2 separate regions of the Danio rerio genome follow, and region 2 is linked to region 1. The links are chromatin contacts, called in public HiChIP or PLAC-seq maps. All regions are on one chromosome and are shown on one strand. The core of a region is the stretch at or near the end of the contact, and the rest is flanking DNA. Distances in the headings are between cores, read along the strand shown. Region 1 holds the start of txnrd2.2 (thioredoxin reductase 2, tandem duplicate 2). Region 2 holds the start of suds3 (SDS3 homolog, SIN3A corepressor complex component).

Evidence for each region. HiChIP or PLAC-seq counts read pairs in DNA pulled down with a chosen protein or histone mark.
Region 2: an H3K4me3 HiChIP or PLAC-seq map of gastrula embryo shows a contact between it and region 1, with 2.2 times the contacts expected there. The contact joins the promoter of suds3 here to the promoter of txnrd2.2 in region 1. A contact is called at or near these places in 3 of 18 Hi-C or Micro-C datasets (caudal fin, hematopoietic stem cells and an unstated tissue) and 1 of 4 datasets of contacts at active chromatin or transcription factors (gastrula embryo).

What each region holds. Positions count from the first base shown.
Region 1 is chr5:16,082,227-16,089,815 of GRCz12tu, reverse strand. txnrd2.2 (thioredoxin reductase 2, tandem duplicate 2) reads left to right here and starts at 3,054. Exons shown (of 17, transcript NM_001353396.1): 1 at 3,054-3,387; 2 at 4,652-4,720; 3 at 4,882-4,938; 4 at 5,023-5,167; 5 at 6,767-6,841. The coding sequence starts at 3,306. pebp1 (phosphatidylethanolamine binding protein 1) reads right to left here and starts at 2,352. Exons shown (of 4, transcript NM_213323.2): 1 at 2,171-2,352; 2 at 706-815; 3 at 12-112. The coding sequence starts at 2,305. It also overlaps a transcript of srrm4 not described here.
Region 2 is chr5:16,226,858-16,234,005 of GRCz12tu, reverse strand. suds3 (SDS3 homolog, SIN3A corepressor complex component) reads right to left here and starts at 1,659. Exons shown (of 12, transcript NM_001431113.1): 1 at 1,438-1,659. The coding sequence starts at 1,549. It overlaps taok3a (TAO kinase 3a), which reads left to right and starts at 1,758. Exons shown (of 20, transcript XM_073951993.1): 1 at 1,758-1,895. It also overlaps a transcript of srrm4 not described here.

The sequences.
Region 1 (7,589 bases), core at 1,805-4,304:
TAATCTCTTACCAGTTCCCTTCGGGGGTCCTGCGCCAACATAGTCTGACATGACGCATCCACTGGAGACGTCATTACCTTTCACGTTGACCACAAGGAAGTGATGCCATTCCCTGAGATTAAACACAGCAATTAAAACAGATTAAGTATCCTGCCTCAAACATGTACAGATGAAGTCAGAATTATTAGCTCTCCTCTATATTTTTTCCCCCAATTTTTATTTAATAGAAAGATTTTTCAACACATTTCTAAACATTATAGTTTTAATACCTAATGTCTAATCACTGATTTATTTTATCTTTGCCCTGATGACAGCACATAATATTATACTAGATATTTTTCAAGACACTAGTATTCAGCTTAAAGTGACATTTAATGGCTAGGGTTATAGTAAGGGTAGGGTTAGGGTAAGTTAGGGTAATTAGGCAAGTCATGGATAAAAATATTGCTTAATAATATTGACCTTTAAAATGTTTTTAAAAAATTATCAATTATCCGAAATAAAACATATTAGACTTTTTCCAGGAGGTAAAACATTATAGGACATACTGTGAACATTTGCTCTGTTACACATCATTTGAAAAGGAAACAATAATTCACAGGAGGGCTAATAATTTTAACGTCAACTGTAAACTTTCTAGGGAGTCCTGAGAAAGTGTACAGTTTAGGATCTGATATGATGAATGGGACTGATCTGAAAACACACCGAAATTTGGGGTCTTTTCGGCTGGGTGCGTCTGGATCAGTCATGGCCAGCGTGTAGAGCTTACTCGGGTCACATCCTTCCCATTCAATAGATGTGGGCCGATTCTGCACCTGCAAAGTGAGTTTTACACTAAGCAAGAATACTATAATCTGAAATACTATAGATTATAATGCATAATGTTTTCCCAGAGATGGGTTGCGGCTGGAAGGGCATCCACTGCGTGAAAAACGTGCTGGATAAGTTGGCGGTTCATTCCGCTGTGGCAATCCCGGATTAATAAAGGGACTAAACTGAAAAGAAAATGAATGAATGATAATGCATAATGTAAATTTATAGATTTACAGTTAATAGATTTACAGTTAGCAGATCATTGGGATTTGCAGTCAAGCCTGAAATTATTTATACATACTCCTGGGGTGTAAATCATTTTGGGCTCAACTGTATATATTTTGATAATTGATAATGGCAATTTGATGCATTTGTACAGATAATTATGGAGACTGAACAAGAATATGGCCGAGAAAATTGTGGAATAATTTCAGGCTCACTATATATTTTGATAATTAATAATGCCGTTTTGCTGCATTGGTACAGATAATTATTGAGTATGAACAAGAATATGGTCAAAAAAGTGTATAATTAGATTAACTTCGATTTTATTTGATTAATTTTTATTGCACTTTAAGTAATGATCTGAAAAGTTAATTTAAATGTGGTCTTTCAATTACTGTGTGGTAAAAAAACTGTGTGCAAACAATTAGTTAATACAAACCAAATGTGGTTTATTATGTTCCACTTCAGTTGTTACATATGCATTTGTAATTATAAAACTTCATATATTCAATTGTTTATAATGCACCATAATTTGTAAGATTTTTAACTGAATCCCTGCATCATATATATACTGTAATCATGCAGAAAATAAACATGTAACTGTTGCATTTATATATCTACGTATATATATATAACATTATTATAATTATTTCCATATAAATAAATACATTTAACTTTATAAACACCTTTAAAATACATATTAGCTTGTAATTATTATTCAGTCAACTTCCAGAACTCTTTGCCCCATTTTATTATTTTTTTTATTATTATTATTGCTATGAAGGTCTCTGTTCTAATTCAGGCTTTGACCCATTAATTAGCATCTCTCTAATTTTGCATGAGGTAATGCAAAGTCAGGTCACGTGATCGTGGAATTTCTGGACAGATGCAACTTTTGCTGCATGCGACCGTTGTCCCCATTATATAACTACACACTGGCTGCATTCGTTTCAACGACCTTTAGTAAATTCAAATGCAACAAGAGCACATTTATACATTTAAATGATCAAAAATTTGTTAAAACAGTCGACCAGTTTTATTCCAAACATCAGCAAATCCTTTGTGAAGCATAGGCATCGCTAACGGGACGCCCTGGCCTATTTTCTACATGCGCGTTTTATGTTTCTCTGACCTGCGTGGGTGTGCACACTTTTCCCAGCGAGTCAATCTCCACAGAGTCATATTTGACAGTGAGAGGCTTTGCTGGCGGTTCCTCCACCTCTGTAAGCGCTAGAGAACCTGTCCATTCATTGATATCCACAGGCATGGTGACTCACGGCTGTTGTGCAAGAAGGGTTAAGAGATATAAACGCCGCTGTGCTGCAGATAAAGAAGAGCTTCTGTCTCCCCCTACAGTTTTGTTATGGTTTTTCACCGAACTCTGTAGCCGGTGGCACAGCCAATCATCTTGTAGCGACTGACCGTGCTCTTGATTTGGATTGGTCAAATGTCAACATTCTTTGCCCGCCTCTCATTTTGAGTGTTCGAATCATTTTCTGGAATCGGTTCTTTTGAACATTTTTGTGAACTTTTTTTGTACTTCACAGAGCAATTCAATACAATTTTATTTATATTGCACTTTAAAACAACAAAGTTGACCAAAATGGGAACGATAAAGGGTAAGTACTGTTACTTACATGTAGCAACGTTATATATAAAAGGGAAACAAAAGTGCAAAAACACAGAAGAATCAGAAGTTCATTAAGAATTTAAAGAAATTCCATGAAAAGCATGCACATATGTTTTGCAGTATTGATGGTTATTTGTTTGATAATATCTTACATTTAGAATAGTGATTTTTGAAGTATATATTTGGTTCTCTAATAACTATATATTTTACATATAACCTTTTGAATCATTATATTATTTCCATTTTTTTTTTGTTTTTCTTTTATCGATTGCGTTCATCGTGGGTAAAATAGTCTGCGTAATGATTAAAGTTTATTCAAACCGATTAAACACGATTGGTGTTGATACAGTCGTGTTGTATATTGTTTCATTTGAGTCATTTAAAAGATCCGATTCAAATGAAAAAGAATCTGACGCCGCTTACGTCGTACAGTCAGCTGAGGAGAACAAAATTAACACTTTATAAAGGGCTTTTTATTCTGTACTCGTTATTGTAGACGGCAAACATGCTAACCTATCTGTTAAGCTAGGTCATAGCAGATACGACGTTGTAAAATTTGTAACGGATGGTGAAACGTTCAGCCAGGCTTCTTTTGGGGCACCTATAACTCTGACAGGGGTCTTATCTTGTCGACAGTATGGCTGCCTTCAGTAGAGGCAGGCAGAGGGTGAAAACTCTCTGCTGTTTCAGGACTTTAATACTTTCAAGAAACTTTACAGGTAATACTTGTTAAATAACAAGAGATATTGTGGCAGTTACTTCGCCATATTATTTTTCTTAAGATGTCCGTACTCCTAATTTATTCCGAGAGACACACTACAGACAACTACTGTTTTGTTCTGCACCTGTCAAATTATATATCGTTGGTCTTTTTGGCTTTTCCTTACGCGTGTGTACCTCATGTGTACTTTGTCGCTCTCTATTTGTCCTTAAATTTTAGTTACAATTCATATTTAAAGAGACTGTATTGTTTATTAAAAACAAAACATTCCTGTAAACCTCCATTTCAACAGCACTTCCATAAGCCAGACTTTGTATTATTATCTAACGTTACATTCAGAAGGGTTTTAAAAGAGAAATCTGTTCATAATCTATTACATTTTGGCTATTCACTGTATTTTATGGAGTTATAACTCAACATACTATAATAAAAAATGATCTTGAGGAAATTGATGATTTTTTTTTTTTACCTAATGTCAAATTTTAATTTTTGTTCAAACGTTCTGTGTCAAACTTTATTTGTGTGTTAAAATTTCACTTACACATATTTTAAAAGTCTGTTTTGATAAAAACAGCATTTTAAAGTAAACCTTCACCTGAGCAGCCAAACTTTACAGTTTTATTATCTAATGTTACATTCTGAAGGTTTTTAAAAGAGGAAAACATTCATAATCACATTTTCTTCTGGCTGTTAGCAGTATTTTATGGAGTGAAAACTTAACATACCATAATAAATTTAAAAAAATTATCTTGAGGAAATTGAAAAAAGTAATATAAAGTTAATTGAAAACTTAATATTATGTTAAATTTGACTTTTTGGTCATTTTGGCTTTTCCTAAAGCGCTTTCCCCAACTGTTCTTTGTCACACTTAATTTGTGTGTTTAAATTTCAGTTACAACATATTTTAAAATGCTGTTTAATAAAAAGCTTTACAGTTTATTATTATCTAACATTACATTCTGAAGGGTTTTAAAAGAGGAATATATTCATAATCTATTACTTTCTGGGTGATAACATACCACAAATGGACTTTTGTGAAAATTGAAAAAAGAAACAAGTTTTTTTTTTTTTACTTTTGTGTTAGATTTTGTGTTAGAAATGTATTCATTTAGCACATAATTAAATATGCCTTATCTGCATGTTTAAAGTAGACTACTCTTTATTCCTCTGTGCAGGAAAATAGTAGCTAAACTATTAGCTAAAAAGCTAATTATTATGAACAGATTAATCTAAAAGTTTTAATATATTCATCCTGATCCCAGCAGGTAAATTTGATTATGATTTGGTGGTTATTGGTGGAGGCTCTGGAGGGTTGGCATGTTCAAAAGAAGGTACGAGTTTCCAATTGCTTCTCTTTTAAATTTACTCTTGTTTAAAATTACATTTAGCACAATGTTTCTTTTTTTTTTTTGGAAATGACATTTAACATTTTAACTTCACACTTTCATCATGCTTGACACTTTTTTTTTTTTTTTTTTTTTTTTGATTACAGCTGCCCAGTTAGGACAGAAAGTTGCTGTCTTGGACTATGTTGAACCTTCACTCAAAGGTACATACAAACCCATTTACAATTGGCAACTTGTTTCTGGGATTGTATGTGTGCTTATTACGCTTATGATTACTCTGCTCTTAGGCACAAAGTGGGGTCTCGGTGGCACGTGTGTGAATGTCGGCTGTATTCCAAAGAAGCTTATGCATCAGGCAGCACTGCTTGGCACTGCTGTCAAAGATGCTAGGAAGTATGGCTGGCAAATCCCAGAAACCCTGTCACATGACTGGTGAGTTTCATGGAATTAGATATTAGAGGCATATCGTAGCATGACTGCATCTAGAAGTGCTGTGTTATTAAGCTGTTTATTTTTTTACGGGTAACACAAAAGAAGATATTTTGAAAAATGTTGGAAACCTATATCCATTGACTTCCATAACATTTACTTTATCCTACTATCCATTTAAATGTTTTTCAGCTTTCTTCAGAATATCTTATTTTGTGTTCAACATAAAACAAATAAACTCAGATTTGTAGACAATGTAGAAAATATAAATAGCAAGCACATTTTCGTTTTGGGGTGAACTATCCCTTTAAGATTTTGTTTCAAAAAGAACGTCCACCCAAAGATGAAAATGTTCTCACTATTTACTCTTCCGTAAGTTATTATACACATTTGTTAGTTTCTGTCTTTTGTTGAACACAAAGGAAGATCTTTTGAAGAAAGCTGAAAACCTGTAACCATTGACTTCCATATTGTTTGTTTTTTCTATTATGGAAATCAGTGCTTACAGGTTTTCAGTTTTCTTTAAAAGAAGACTCTAACAGGTTTGGAACAAGTGAAAGGTGAGTAAACGATGGCAGAAGTTTCATTTTTGGGTGAGCTATCTCTTTAAGTGACATAAATAGAACTTTTAAAAAATAAGGCACAACACCATCTTGTGGTGAAACACCAGATGTCTGATGGGTCAGTTGCAAAGTTCAGCAGTCACTGCACTAGAGGGCACTCCAGGTCAGATGAAGAGAGTTTTTACAGATATTCAGTGCTGGTCTCAAATACAACTTTGCATACAATTTATTTATTAGTGTTGAAGATGATTTAGTGTTCTCCATGTACACTTCTGAGATGATCCACTTGCACCAACTTTGAAAACGGCCTTCTCCATCTTGAACTAAACATGATTAGATTAAATCTATTTATTCAGTGTTTGTTTAAATGTGCTTTTGTTTCATTTTTATATATTTATCTACTCTTTCTGTTTTTTGATGTATTTTTTGTCAGGGAAGAAACTGAGCCAGAAACTGAGAATCTATTTTCTTTATTTTTTATTCTATTATTTGGACACATTTCAACTCTCCAACTCTCCCCATCCATCTGTTTAAGAATTTGTGTCGTTTTTGCTGCCTGTGATTTTTCGATTTGTAAATAGTTGGGTTTCTATGCACTGTATTTTTTGTCTCTTATTATTCACTACCGTTTTGTAAATAAAACGTACTTTATTGCAATTTGGTAGTCGTGATATACTCTTCCTCATTCATTGATATTATCTGTTTTCTTGTGCGTTTTATTTTAAAAGTAATGTTACTTTCCTCCCCCTTGACTCTCTACCTTTGAGATTGTAACAAAGGTGTTTATCTACAGTACATATCTGACGATGATGAATTTTGTTCTGATCTTTAATATGCTGTCAAATATAATAATTTAAATGGAATATAATAATTAATTTCCCTTAAACTTGATGTGTTTTTTACTATTTTTTTCATTATCTAAATAGAACATGTATTCTAATCAATTTCAGTCCTGCACCAGATTGTGCACTTTGTGCACAACATCTGCTAAATGACTGAATTTAAATGTAAATTTTAGCTTTTTATATTTGTTTTGCAGGCCAACAATGGCTGAGGCTGTCCAGAACCATGTTAGGTCTCTAAACTGGGGTCACAGAGTTCAACTACAAGACAAGTAAGTTTAACCATTAAAACAACATGAACATGAATCTTTTATGGTTTACAGTATATTTTTTAGATAAAGAGTAAATTGTCCCACTTTATATTAAGTGCCCTTAACTAATATGTACTTGCACTGCAATTCATTTCAATGTGCTTATTGAGTTATAACATGTGTTTATATTGTATTTATGTTTGATTACATACCTGCATGTAATTACGCCTTTTATTAATTTCTGCAAGTACATTTAAATTACACTGTTGACAATCCATTACACCCTACCCACACCACCAAACCATTTAACCCTACCTGTATCCCAACTTAATAGTACAAGAAGTGATCTGCAATAAGTTATGAACATGTAAAGTTTAATATATTCATTTAATTTATATTTTGACGCTAGCTTGATTCAAGTACATAGTAGTTAAGGGCACTCAATAAAAAGTGGGGCAGAGTAAACAGTGGGACATTTTGGGATGTTTCCTGTGCAAATATCTCAATTAATCCATATAATGTAACACTAACTTTTAATAAGAAAGTCAAATCAATTCACATCAAATCAGTAGACTTATGGGTCAGAAGAGGGGTTACAATCAGTGTAATCAATGTGGGGCTTCCAGCTCTTCCTGTAGGGTAAAACAAAATATTAGCATACTTAAAAAAAAAAAATCAGAATGTTTTGGAGCAAGAAATATGCAGATGTCGTCAAGCAGAATCTGTGTTTCCCTGTAGATCTCATTAGCCGTCTCTCTCTTTCAACATC
Region 2 (7,148 bases), core at 410-2,909, 150 kb before region 1:
TTGAACTCTCAGTAATGATTAAATCACACTGAACTGAGCTAAACTGAACTGAACTGAACTTAAACACTAAAACCTGAACCACACTGTTCCAGTTACTATGACCATTTATGTGAAGCTGCTTTGACACAATCTACATTGTAAAAGCGCTATACAAATAAAGCTGAATTGAATTGAAATGAATATTAAGGTTTTATTTTAATGTTTAAATATTTTAATTATATTTTAATTATTAGCACCCCTTTGACTTTACTATATATATTTTTTTATATTTCTCAAATTATGTCTAACAGAGCAAGGACATTTGCATATTATGTCTGATAATATTTTTTCTTCTGGAGAAAGTTATTAGCCCCTTTAGGCTATATATTTTTGATAGTCTACAGAGTAAACCATCATTATACAATAAATTATCTAATTACCCTAACCTGTCTAGTTAACCTAATTAACCTAGTTAAGCCTTTAAATGTCACTATAAGCTGTATAGAAGTGTCTTGAAAAATATCTAGTCAAATATTATTTACTGTCATCATGGCAAAGATAAAATAAATCAGTTATTAGAAATGAGTTATTAAAACTATTATGCTTAGAAATGTGTTGGGAGAAAGTTCTCTCCGTTAAACAGAAATTGGGGAAAAAATAAACAGGAGGGGCTAATAATTCTGACTTCAACTGTATATGTGGTGAGGGAACATTTGATATTCATCAGTTCTTTATTTTTCTCAAAACTGGATGATGAACTTTATATGCATTGAGGATGCTGGCAATGCATAATAAAAACAAAGCACGTTTCTACATTTTCCGGAGGTTTCTATAGACCCAAGTTAAATACAAAACATTTTTGAAAAGAAATTGCATTCAAATACGATTGTAGTTCAAGACTGATTTGATTTTCATAAATATACGTTAATATCAAATCTTTACAACACCACTAGAGCCTACATCTGAGCAAGTAACCAAACCAAATATTAGCAACTACAACTAATCAGCTTTTAATATTCTACTTTGAATGCAAGAACGTCCTCTGATACATCTTAATACAAATAAGTGGGTCTCATTTTACAAGCATTTTAACAGCATAGTAACTTCATGCTTCCTGACGTAACGTTATGCTAACTCTGCTAGCTGTTTATCAACAGGCTGGAGAGCACAAAAAGCACAAGTATGACAACATTTATAGCCATTATGTAGTTAAATTCCCACACAGTCCCTATTTACGTCTAAAACGATCACAATAAACATAAAATAATTCAAATGAAGTTGCAAAAACCCAGCGAGCATACAAGTCGAAACACATGCATACACTTTCATTACGTTAACATATATCGGCGCTCAAACAGCTATCAACTTACAGGTTCACAACTAAAATGATAATTTTAATCAATAATTTATTATATAATTGTATTAAAATGTAAACTGGCTATTTTTGTGCGTATTCACCTTCTTCCGAGTCTCTGCCTCTGAAACTGCGATCTTCATCTTCATCAACGCTATCTAGCTCTTCCTCGTCGTTATAATAATCCACCATGGGTGACAATAAAGTCGAGGCCATTTATTAGTTTAAAATATTGATAACACCGCAGGAAACACCAACGTGTAAACAATCACACAGCACCGACAACGTTTTCAGTCTGTCGAGCCTCTTCTTTTTTTCAACGGGAGGGTAGGCCGAGGAATCTGATTGGTCGAGATGCTCGAGCAGCGCATGATGGGAAATGTAGTATGAACCGCTTGTGCGCAATTATGACATAAGGGAAAGAAGAAATGGGAAGGGGGAGAGAGAGAAAGAGAGAGTACTCTGTCCGCGTATTGTTCTTATTATCATTCAAGGAACAAGAAGAATTTCTGAAGTTAATAAGGCTAAACACTTCTCAATCATGAAACCTTATAACGTTCAGGTAAGCGTACGGAATGTCATTTTGAAATGACTTATGAGAAAAGACATGCTCATCTATATTTTAGTGTCGCTATTTACGTCTGTTGAATGAATGACACAGAACGAGTTTCATTTTCATCTCACAGACTGCTTTGGCTACGGTTTTCTTGCCCATTCACAAACACCGAATGTTTGTTTTTAATCATTATTGACATTGTTTCTGACGAACAAAGTGGAATCAACTGTAAGTGAATTATATTTAATATTATTTTGGAAAAATATAAATATTAACTGTAGTAAAATAATTACTGTATTCAGTATTCTGACAGCCTCTCAATTGTATTGCGTAATCTACTACTACTGCTGCTGCTAGTACTACTACTAGTCTAGGTTCCTTCAACTATTACTACTTTACGAATGTAATAATATAATAATAATATAGTCTAAAATATGATATAGAGAATTGTATAATAATAATAATAATAATATTAATAATAATTCGTTTAAGAAATGCAACAACAATGAACAACATTTTACATTGATTGTAAATAACAAAGCAACAACAAAGCTATTTAAAATAAAATATAAAAGCTAACAACACTTATTTAGGGATCTGTTATCGATTTACATATTTAACTAATAACAGGTGTTATTAAATGGTTTGATGGTTTGATGAATTAGCAAGAAAACCAATCCAACCTCTGCTTGTTCAATCTAACTACACATAAATTGAATACTATATTATATTGACTGGACAGGTGAAATAATTTACGGTAAACCATCTATCTAATTATCATTTGACTGTGTTATAATCAATTTTCTGATAGCTACTGTCATTTCTATTGTGTCTAGGGGAGTTGTTCCTCATCCAACCGGCAGATGGCGGCGTTGAGTTTAAAAAGCGGTTTGACTCGCGAGATCGTTTATCAGCGCTGTTACCTTGTAGCAGGTACGATGGGTTTTTAAAAGCGTCAGATGCTTGTCAGCTCTTTGTCAGTCGCGCGGGGTTTATTGCGACATCCACGCTGGATACCATAAAATGAACTGCATGGGCGATTTATAATCACACAGACGGTCGAGATAGTCATGACGTCTGTCGAAAATAAACAAGTTGATGCGTTTTCAGGTGCAGGAGCACCAAGACGCCGATTGCAATGAGTTTGGAAGTTTATTTCCTTCGACATCCCACCTTACAAGGGCTACAGGAGAAATAAAGTGGATCTGTACTGTTCCTTATTGAGGATAGCGCTCATTCGTCTGAAGAAGACATTTGCTTATAACTGGACTTCTATGGAGTTGGACCTGGATTAAAGATAAAGCTTTGCTTGTCTGGGTAAGGTCGTTTTTTTTTGGCATACAGATTTATTATGGCCTCGTTAGACTGTCTGTTTTGTCTTTCAGGGCATGTTTTATTTGTGTTACGCTCCGTCGTCTGTTAAAAGCGTCTTTATCGTATCTGGTGTCACTATTTGCGTCTCCATAGATTCCCTCTGCGCTCGATTGATTTTCCCTTGCTGAACCTTTACGCCTGTTTCACACCGCAAGCGTCAGCGGCGCGTGAGCAGAGCGTGAGCAGCGCGTATGTCGAGCAGTAGCAGCACGCAGGCGTTTGCCTTTCACACCAGCTGCGTCTGCAGCGCGCAGCTCTTCGGCAGCTGCTGCTGAGATCAACCTATCTCTGTCTATTCTATCTAGTTACCCCTCTATATACAAATACACTTTTTAAACTTTTCATCTGTACCAAGGCCCCTCCTATGCTGTTTCATTAACCTGCAAATGTTTATTTAACAAATTTTATAGATCAAATAGTACTGTATGCTTCTAAAGCTAACTTATATGAGAATTGTCTACAGTCAGAAGACAATCGCCTGTGATATCATGTCATTTGTTTTTTGATTATCAGGTTGCTGTAGACCTAGTTATAATCATATTTATACAATATAGTTATAATGATATTTATACATGATCAAACTAGTGTTAATTTCTCCGCTTCAGTGATGTCCAGCGGCAGAATAACAGCTCGTTAATTCATGCTCGTGCAGATGATGAGACGGACAAAAGTAATTAATGCATGTCATTCTTTTACTTATTTTCGTGTTGTCAGATTCACAGTGCAAACAGCTCCCGGTAGGAATAACTCGAGTGAACATAAAACAAAGCCGATTAAAACTTTCTTCCTCTGCTTAGCTGCACAGAACACAGCGAGCTCACATCATCCAGCATGCGTGTCGCACTACACTACCCACAATACACTTCGCTATGGACTACAAATCCCGTAAATATTCTATTTCCCCTCTCCTACAACACTAGTGTGCAACTTAAGCAAAACTGATAGTAAAATTGTTTTACATTCGGTTTTGTAGTTTGGGCCTAAATAAATGTTTGTTGCCGTTTTTAATCGTTTTAAGTTCATTTGAATGACTATATATAAACCATTTGACATTATTAACGCATTTATTGGGTAAAATTGCTACTTTTTACTGTCATTCAATGTGTTTTGGTCATTATCAATGCACTGTCACTTTAATTGAGCGTGAGCAGCGCGTCAAAAATAGACCCAGCGCCGAAACTATCGCTGCACTGCTGCTTCGGCGACGCTCACGCCTCGCTCTGACGCGCTGCTGCTGCGTGCGGTATGAAAGCTCTAATCTGTTAACATGGACGCCGAAAACACACGCGCTGCTCACGCTCTGCTCACGCGCCGCTGACGCTTGCGGTGTGAAACAGGCGTTAGACTTCACGAAGTAGAATATTTACTACAACTGCTCAAATGATACTCGTGTTTGTCTAAACCTCTTGACTAAACAGAGGACATCCAATAATTTTGGTTTTAGGGCTTATGTTTGCATTTGTTTTATGATCTAATGCAGTTTTTTGCTTGTGAGCTGTAAAGACAGTACATTCATAATTCTTAAGTTGGTAATTGACTTCCTTGTAATACAAGTATACCTTGTAATACTCAGTTTGAACTAACACACACACACACACACACACACACACACACACACACCACACCACACACACACACACACATATTGAGGTGAAGTTGGTTTTATATTCACACATTCTGACTCTCTCCTTAATATAATTTCAGAAAGGTATTGTTTGCAAACGCTAAATAGGGAAATCATATTAGCAGCCAATGACTATCAGTTTACAACGTTTACAGTCAAATAAATGGTGCTAATGTTGTTTTGAAGTCATATTTACATGTGATTTCAGTCAAATATCCATGTATCATGGTAAACAATATAGGGAGCGTGTGACAAGTTGTCACTGAATGAATGTGCAAACATAAAACCAACTTTACCTCAATCACACACCCATAAATCCACATATATTACATGCATACTTAGAAGAATAGAGAAATACAGACTAATGTAACACCTCAGCATGCTAAAAAGTAAGTTTAATTGTTTTTTAATTAGGATTTAATTTAATTTGGAAGTTTTGACTTTATAAAGGGTGACACGGTGGCTCAGTGCACTTGCTTGTTTGAGTCCTGGCTGGGTCAGATTGAAGTGAAGTTGTTTTTATATTCACACATTCGGACTTTCTTCTTAATAATATAATTTTAGAAAAGTATTCTTTCAACTCTAAATAGTGAAATCATATCAGGAGCCTGCGACTATCAAAGTACAACAATGTTTACAGTCAATTAAATAGTGCTAATGTTGTTTTGAAGTCATATTTACATGTGATTTCCGTCAAATATTAAAAGTATCATGGTAGACAATATTGGGAGTGTGTTGTCACTGAACGAATGTGCGAATAAAAAACAACTTTACCTCAGTCACACACGCATACATCCACATATACTTGGAAGAATAGTGAAATACAGACAAATGTAACATCTCAGCACTCTATAAAGAGAATTTAATGTTTTTTTTATTTAGATTTTAATTTAATTTGACAGTTTTGACTTTATCAATGGCACCACGGTGGCTCAGTGGTTAGCACTGTCGCCTCACAGCAAGGAAGTTGCTGGTTTGAGTCCAAGCTGGGTCAGTTGGTATTTCTGTGAGGAGTTTGCACGTCCAAAGACAAGCAATAGGTGAATTGTGTGTGTAGTGTATGTGTGTGAATGAGTGTGTAGGGATGTTTCCCAGTACTGTCTGGGCATCTGCTGTGTAAAACCTATGCTGGATAAGTTGGCGGTACATTCCGCTGTGGTGACCCTTGATGAATAAAGGTACTAAGCCAAAGAAAATGATTGAATGACTATCAATTGTTATAATAAAACATGTTTTTGTAATATGCAGTGAAGTTAGATGAGGATTGGAATTGCCAACACAATATGTAGACTTGTTTACACAACACACTGAAAAAGATTTTCAAAGATGATTCCTTGAATTTACTTAATTTTTTATGTTAAGTGTTGTAAACAATTTATTTGGGCTGGATTTAAACACACAAATTAAGTTGAACATTATTAAACTTAATTTGTTTGTTTAAATTCAACACAAATAAATTGTTTGCAACAGTTCTGCATGCAACACTTTTTTCAGTACGTTCCAATATATGAGTATGTCTGTGTAAATGAATGTACAAACATTTAAATGTACATTTTTCTCATGGAAATGTTGCAACTAATGGAAACAAGTACAGATTACAGTGAAATTCTGAGGGCAAACGTAAAATCTCAGCATTGAAAAAGGAGATACTTGTATAAAAAGACAACATTTTAAGTTAACATCTATCCTGAAAATGTTCACGATACATAATCTTGTTTTTTTCCTTATTGTATCCTCACATGCTCCTATTTTTACCCATATATGATTGTTTTGCTCTGAAATAAGAGGATACAAGTTGCTTTGCATACTGAGTCGAGATGTCATGCACTTTATTTCCGTGTGTGTGAATAGTGTCTAACTGAACTTCAGTATGTGCGCACGCGGCTGTTCATTCAGGAAGTCCGACAGACAGACGATCATGGGCCATCAAAGCGTTTAAAATACCCCATCTCCGACTGGAATAAATGTTTTTAGGACGGTGAATTTTGAGCTGTCGGTCACCCTACAGAAAAGAGGTCAGTAGCTATTTTTTACTACATTGCCATATGGGTCTCGTGGATAAAACTGTCAATGTTCTGCGTGACATACATCCATCATGCACACTAATCTCAAAGTCATGCAAACAAAAGTTATTAAATACAACCCAGAGGTATTGAACGCGGAGATCCTTATGTCTTATGGGACTTTAATTATTTTATCCTACACCTGCTGGCGTTTGGAAAAGCTAGTCATTCGCTAACCTAACTGTTCTCACTAATCTA